Regions from separate parts of the Hordeum vulgare genome. Here region 1 is linked to region 2. Evidence: chromatin contacts called from public Hi-C data. All regions are on one chromosome and are shown on one strand. The core of a region is the stretch at or near the end of the contact, and the rest is flanking DNA. Distances in the headings are between cores, read along the strand shown. Region 1 has its middle 140 kb from the start of LOC123406241. Region 2 holds the start of LOC123406241 (auxin response factor 5-like).

Region 1 (2,836 bases), core at 206-2,705, 140 kb after region 2:
CGTCTGCTCCGCATGTTGTCCAGCATGCGATGGAGCTCCGACGAGGATGACCGCGACGCCTCCACCTCCGGCTCCGATGATGACGGTGATGACGCTGCACCGCACGCCGATGCCTATACGGAGGAGGGGCACACCCGCTTGGACGACTGAAAGGGGAAGGGGCGGCGAGGAAATGATGATTTCCTCTGTTCTTTTCCATTTCGATTATATTTTAAGTATGTTTAGGTAGTTTGTAGTTTGGATTTACCGACGAACTGCCCTTTTTGTTCAGCGAAGTAATCCGATCCGATTAACTGTGTTTAATCTACTATCTTTATGTAAAGTTGCATGAATTTTATGAATATGAAGGTTCAGATATAAACAATGCGGATGTAAAATGCTATAAATAAGACGCGTCCGATCAGTGTCCGTGGACGCGGCCGGACGCGTCCATAGGCATACGAGGGCCCATGTTAGCAAGTTTGGTCTGTAGGTGCTTTAACTCGTCTACAAAATCCCCTCTAGTTTGCATGAAAACAAATGTTAGACCTATATGTGAATGAATGAGGGGGTGTTTCTTTAGAGGGACTTTTTGCTCTAGGGACTAAAAAAAGTCCCTTTTAGTCCCATGTGAAAGAAACAGGAGGGACTTTTAGGGACTAAAATGAGGTATTTGGGACTAAAGGAAGAAGTCCCTATGGGAGAGACTTTTTGGGACTTTTTTGACATCTTTTCCAGCAGTGCCCCTACTTTTAACATGTTATTTAATAACTTCTAATACATTACTAGGGGTAACATGGTTTTTTCATATGTCATTTAATGACCTCTAATCCCTGTTTAGTCCCTGAAAAAAAAGATAGGGACTAGTGACTTTTTAATTGAAACTAAAAAAGTCTGAAGACTTTTTAAAGAAATGGGGTCTGAGATACCGTGTTGGGTGACAAAACATGGTAGGTTTGAGATGCTCTTAATTGACCCAATAAATTTAATAACCTCAAGACAGTCAGAATACTAGAAAACGATGGGGAGGGGACATGGGCGGCAGACATGGTTGCCGGGTGTGCAGGGGACAGTTGCCCTCCCATTTCGGCTTTTCACCGCCACCTCTTTTCACCACCTCTCCTCTCGTCTCGTCCGCCGTACTGCGGGGCAGCGGTGCGACCTGCGTGGCTGCGTCATCACGCGTGGAGTTCGGATTCCGAGGCGCGCGCACGCAGCCATGAGCTCTTCCATGGCATTGGCATGTCCTGGCCGCTGTGTCTGGCTTCGGGAGCCGCGCTGGTTGAACCAGGCAGGGCACGGGAGAAGAGAACAAACCTGCTGCTGCGTGGGCGAGCGTATACCGCCGGTGCCCGGTGGGATTTCCAGCACGTGAGCGTAGGCTGCGAGGAGAAAGACATGAGTAGAAATATCTTCCTTCTGTGTCGTGGTCCACGGTGTGGACCTCTTTCGTGGGAGAAGAGAAAACCATAGATCTTGACATCTGCACGACACAAACAGAGGCACACCTCGACCACGACCTACTGCAACCACCAGCCCCTCCCTACCGTTTCTTGTTGCCGTTTGAGAAGGACGCCCGGAAATCCGACACAGAACAACATGTTAACTTTTTTCTAGGGTAAAAGGAATTTTATTTCATAAAGATAGGGCTACAATCGCAAGACAACTGCTCCTTACAACACGGAGGACATGAGTTGAGCCATGTACTGTAGTACACGCTTCAGTACAACTATAGTTTATCAATTGATGTGCTATCCTATTCCGCATCTCTCCTAATTTTTAAAGAAACAAACTCCCTAACTAACAAATGATCCTTAATCTCATAAGCTAAATGAACATAGGCTGATCGAGACAGTGTATCGTCCGAGAGTATGGCCAAAGGGTTTGAAGAATCTGATTGTATAATCAGAGGCCTATTCGAGTATTGAATAGCGTAAGCTATACCTTGCATAAGAGCATGGATTTCGGCTTTCAGGATATCATTACAATGAAAGATATATGTGTATGTCGTAAATATCAACGAATCGTTTTTCATAGACAGTATCATGTCATTGACTTTTTTTAGAAACCAGAAGGACCTCTGCTTTTGCATTAAGAAGAAGAGAATTGACCAGTTTATAAGGAAAATTGGCCGAAAACCGGTACATCGAAACACACGAGCCAACGACTGCCGCCCACGCGACCAGATTCGACACTCCACAACACAAAAGGTGCTCTCTGGAGCCGCCGCTCTGACTTGCCCGCCGAACCTGAAGTCGCGCTCCACCTGAGCTGATGACGTCGTCGCCCACACGGCCAGAATCAACACCACACGTCACTGTTCTCCGGAGCCGCCACTCCGGCTTGCCTGCCGACCCCGAGGCCCCGCTCCAACTAAGCTAACGACGTTGCCGCCCACACGGTCAGAATCAACACTCCACATCACTATTCTCCGAAGCCGCCGCTCCGACTTCCTCACCAGCACCGAGGCCGCGAACACTCCTGGCCGACGATGAACCCGCAAAGCCACCCGAGCCACCGTGAACTGATGAAGGACCAGACCTCCAAGGCGTCGCCCCCAAGAAGAAAGCGACGATACCGCCGCCGACGCCCGCTCCGAGCAGGGTCGAAACTAGGGTTTTCACCTGGAGAGCCCGAGACCGAGGTGACAAAGGTGGTGAAGGGGCTCCCACGACGACGTCTCCGAGGAGGGAACGACGTCCTAGAACGCCGTCGACGCCGGCAACGACCAAGGTCTTGCAAGGCTTTCACGCGGAGCTCACCGAATCCGTCGTCGCAGCAGCCTGCCGAGTAAACCGTCTCCGACCACATGCCGACCGTCCTCCCCCAAGCCGCCACCTCAAACACACAAGGCAGC
Region 2 (2,915 bases), core at 400-2,899:
CGCATGGAATGATTGAGGAAGTACAAGCATTCAAACATGCTGCCCTTTGTATATACCAACTTTCTGCAGCTTCCCTAAAAAATGAAATGAAAAAGTATTTTTGAAGTGCAGAAAGTGCAGCCTCATGAGTGAACTCCTTTTAGATGAACTCTGCATGCATAGGTACACTGCTAAAGTGTTCCCCCCACATATCATCATGGGCAACACAGCCAATGTTCCACAAACATTAAAAAACAAATTTTTTTTGCTCAACTTTTTAAAAGGGGAGCACGGCAGCAGAATTAGGGAGTGATCTTTGCGGAATCTATCAAGAAGACCGTAAGCATACCAGCTGAAAATCTTCCTGAAAGCAGGCTGTTTTTTCAGTGCAGAATCAGTGGAAGGTGCAACAGAAATCAGTACCATAAATGCAAAGAAATACTACATGGATGCATGTTGCATGTACCAAACCTGTTAACAAGAAAACAGTACTCCTATCCTATGCAAGACACCAAAAGCCAACAAAAAGAAATGAAGCAAGTAGGCCCAAAGCTCCCAACCACTCCTCCAATAACCCAAGAATACTACTACTGGCTTGAGATAGCAATTAGTAGTAGCAAGCAAGTATAGCCCAAAATGCAATATATCCATGATAGCATCTTCTTTTTCTGTGTGGGAGAATCAGTATACCATGTTATGAACCCTCTTGAACTTCAAAGGATTCTCCCATCCCATGGCAGATTAAATAAAAAAAAACATTTTTTTATAAAAAAAAAATCAAATGCTTGCTCTGAAAAGATTTATAGAGCAGGGAATCGATTTAGTTGCAAGCACACACGATGTTATCATTCAAGAAGAGAACCATGGGGAGTGTAGACTGTAGAGCGCTGTGGAAATGGCTCCAACATGCGGCGTCCGGCAAGAAAGTCTGGCTCACCTGCTCGCTGTGGCCTTGGGGGAAGTAGACGACGAGGCTGCCCACCGGCGGCAGCGACACCAGCGGGCCCGCGCAGGCGTGCCACAGCTCCCCGTTGATCGCCGGCGCCTTCCGCTCCCCTGCGCCCGCCGCCGCGTCAGCGACCGAGAAAAGGAGAGACGACCCCTTCCTTTTCTACAAGCCGTGCCACCTCCGCCTCGCCGGAGCGCGGGGAGGGGCCGGAGAAATGCGCGAAAAGCAAGAAGGAAGTGACGAGTACCTTCGCTCGGAGCGGAAGCACCGACGACGGCGGAGCTCGCCGGCGACTGCGCCATGGCCGCCTTCCACGCGGGAGCTTGCTAGCTTCGGCGGCTCGCGCGCATGGGTCACGGAGGAGCGCGCGCGGCGCCGAGCTCTTCTTTTTTCGCTCCTTTCCGCCGTCTGGGTCCCGGTCGCCGGCTGGCTGGATGGCCGGCCGGGCTCTTCCACAAAGCTGCCGTGCCCCAGCGAGCGGCGGCGGCGCCCCCGTCCCGACAAGCTAGACTAGAAGCAGCAGCAACACGGAGGCCAAGGACCCCGTCTAGTCCTACTAGTAGAGAGAGAAGGAGCTAGAGAGAGAGAGAGAGGGAGGGGTGAGAGTTGTGAGCTGCTGCAGCTGAGGTCTCTGGGCTTTGCTGTCGCTGGTTGGTGCGTCGTGTGTGCTGCTGCCTGTCGGGAGTTAAAACCGAGACGCTTCTTCTGTCTCTCTCTCTCTCCTCTTTGTTTTTTATACTCCGTTTTACTCTGATGAAGTGAGGCTCGAGGGGGGAATGGGAATCGCAGTGGAGGGAGGGAGCTCCGCTTGCGGCTTTTCGGGAGCCATTTCGTGCTTTTCCTAGTGTTTCAGGAATTATCCCTTCTTTTCAGAAAAGGGGCAATAATACCAACTCCCATCTGTGGGCCTTTTTTTTATTCGACGGATTGCTGAAGGGTTTTTACAAAAAAATCATGCACTCGAACCTATTTTCTTCGTTTCTAAATATAGGTTTTTTATAGATTTTATTGTTGACTACATACATATGTACTCCCTCCGTTCCTAAATATAAGTCTTTTTAAAGGTTTTATTAGGACACTACATACGGAGGTATATAGACATACTTTATAGTATAGATTAACTCATTTTGCTTCGTATATAGTCACTTAGTAAAATATCTTAAAAGATTTATATTTAGAAACAGAGGGAGTATATTGGAACGGAGTAAGTACATTTTCCTGTGTACAGTCAAACGGCCAATATTAATCATGTACTTGTATTGAAAATGATATAACATTGCATTCTTTGTCTCCTCTATTCCCGTGTTTTACAAACGGGGACTAATCTTCGCCGGCGCGCCGGCCCAAACTTTCAGCCGGTCGCGCGCGAGCCGCAGGATCCATCAACCTCGCGTCGTCCGCACCGTTGGATCCGCATGTAACATTTTTTCCCCTATGCAGCAAAATTGCGATGCAATGCAGCAATTTTTTTAACGGTTGCAACAAAAAATAAAATTTGTAGCAAAAAAAAATATCTACGTGATCGTAGCAAAAAAAAAAAAACTGATGGTACGTGATAGCAAAAGTCAAACGTCGGTTGTAACAAATATTTATGTAACGTGTATGCAACTTTTTTAGTGAACGGTTGCAGCAAAACATGATGCCGGTTGTAGCAAAAATTAACACGGTTGTAGCAGAAAGTAAAAAACATCGATTGTAACGAAAAATCCGACGAACTGGAGTTGCAACCAAACGTATATGCAACCTTTTTACTGGGACAAAAAATAGTAAAAAAAAACGCTTGCAGCAAAAATAACGCTGCTTGCAACATATTTAGACGAAAAATGTTACATCCATTGATCAGAGAAGCGCGCGGGTGGGAAAAATGTTGCAAGGGCCCGCACGCGAGGGGCTACCGGCGCGTCGCGGGTGGGAAACGATTCCCTTTACAAATCAAGCGAACCAAATAAGCCATACAAAACAGAATATCTGCACGACCAGCATTTTG

Evidence for each region. Hi-C and Micro-C count contacts between places; a contact is called where the count stands out from the background.
Region 1: a contact with region 2 is called in a Hi-C map of seedling, with 1.7 times the contacts expected there. The contact joins the enhancer-like site here to the promoter of LOC123406241 in region 2. A contact is called at or near these places in 2 of 6 Hi-C or Micro-C datasets (leaf and seedling).

Annotation. Positions count from the first base shown.
Region 1 is chr6H:55,362,321-55,365,156 of MorexV3_pseudomolecules_assembly, forward strand. No RefSeq gene overlaps it. Among protein-coding and RNA genes, the nearest start is that of LOC123406241, 140 kb to the left of the region's middle. Within about 2 kb of position 1,456, at least 3 of the 3 cell types and tissues checked have open chromatin away from gene starts, as enhancers often do. A contact at or near this core is called in leaf and seedling, where this site is marked.
Region 2 is chr6H:55,226,805-55,229,719 of MorexV3_pseudomolecules_assembly, forward strand. LOC123406241 (auxin response factor 5-like) reads right to left here and starts at 1,650. Exons shown (of 14, transcript XM_045099728.1): 1 at 1,176-1,650; 2 at 917-1,035. The coding sequence starts at 1,230.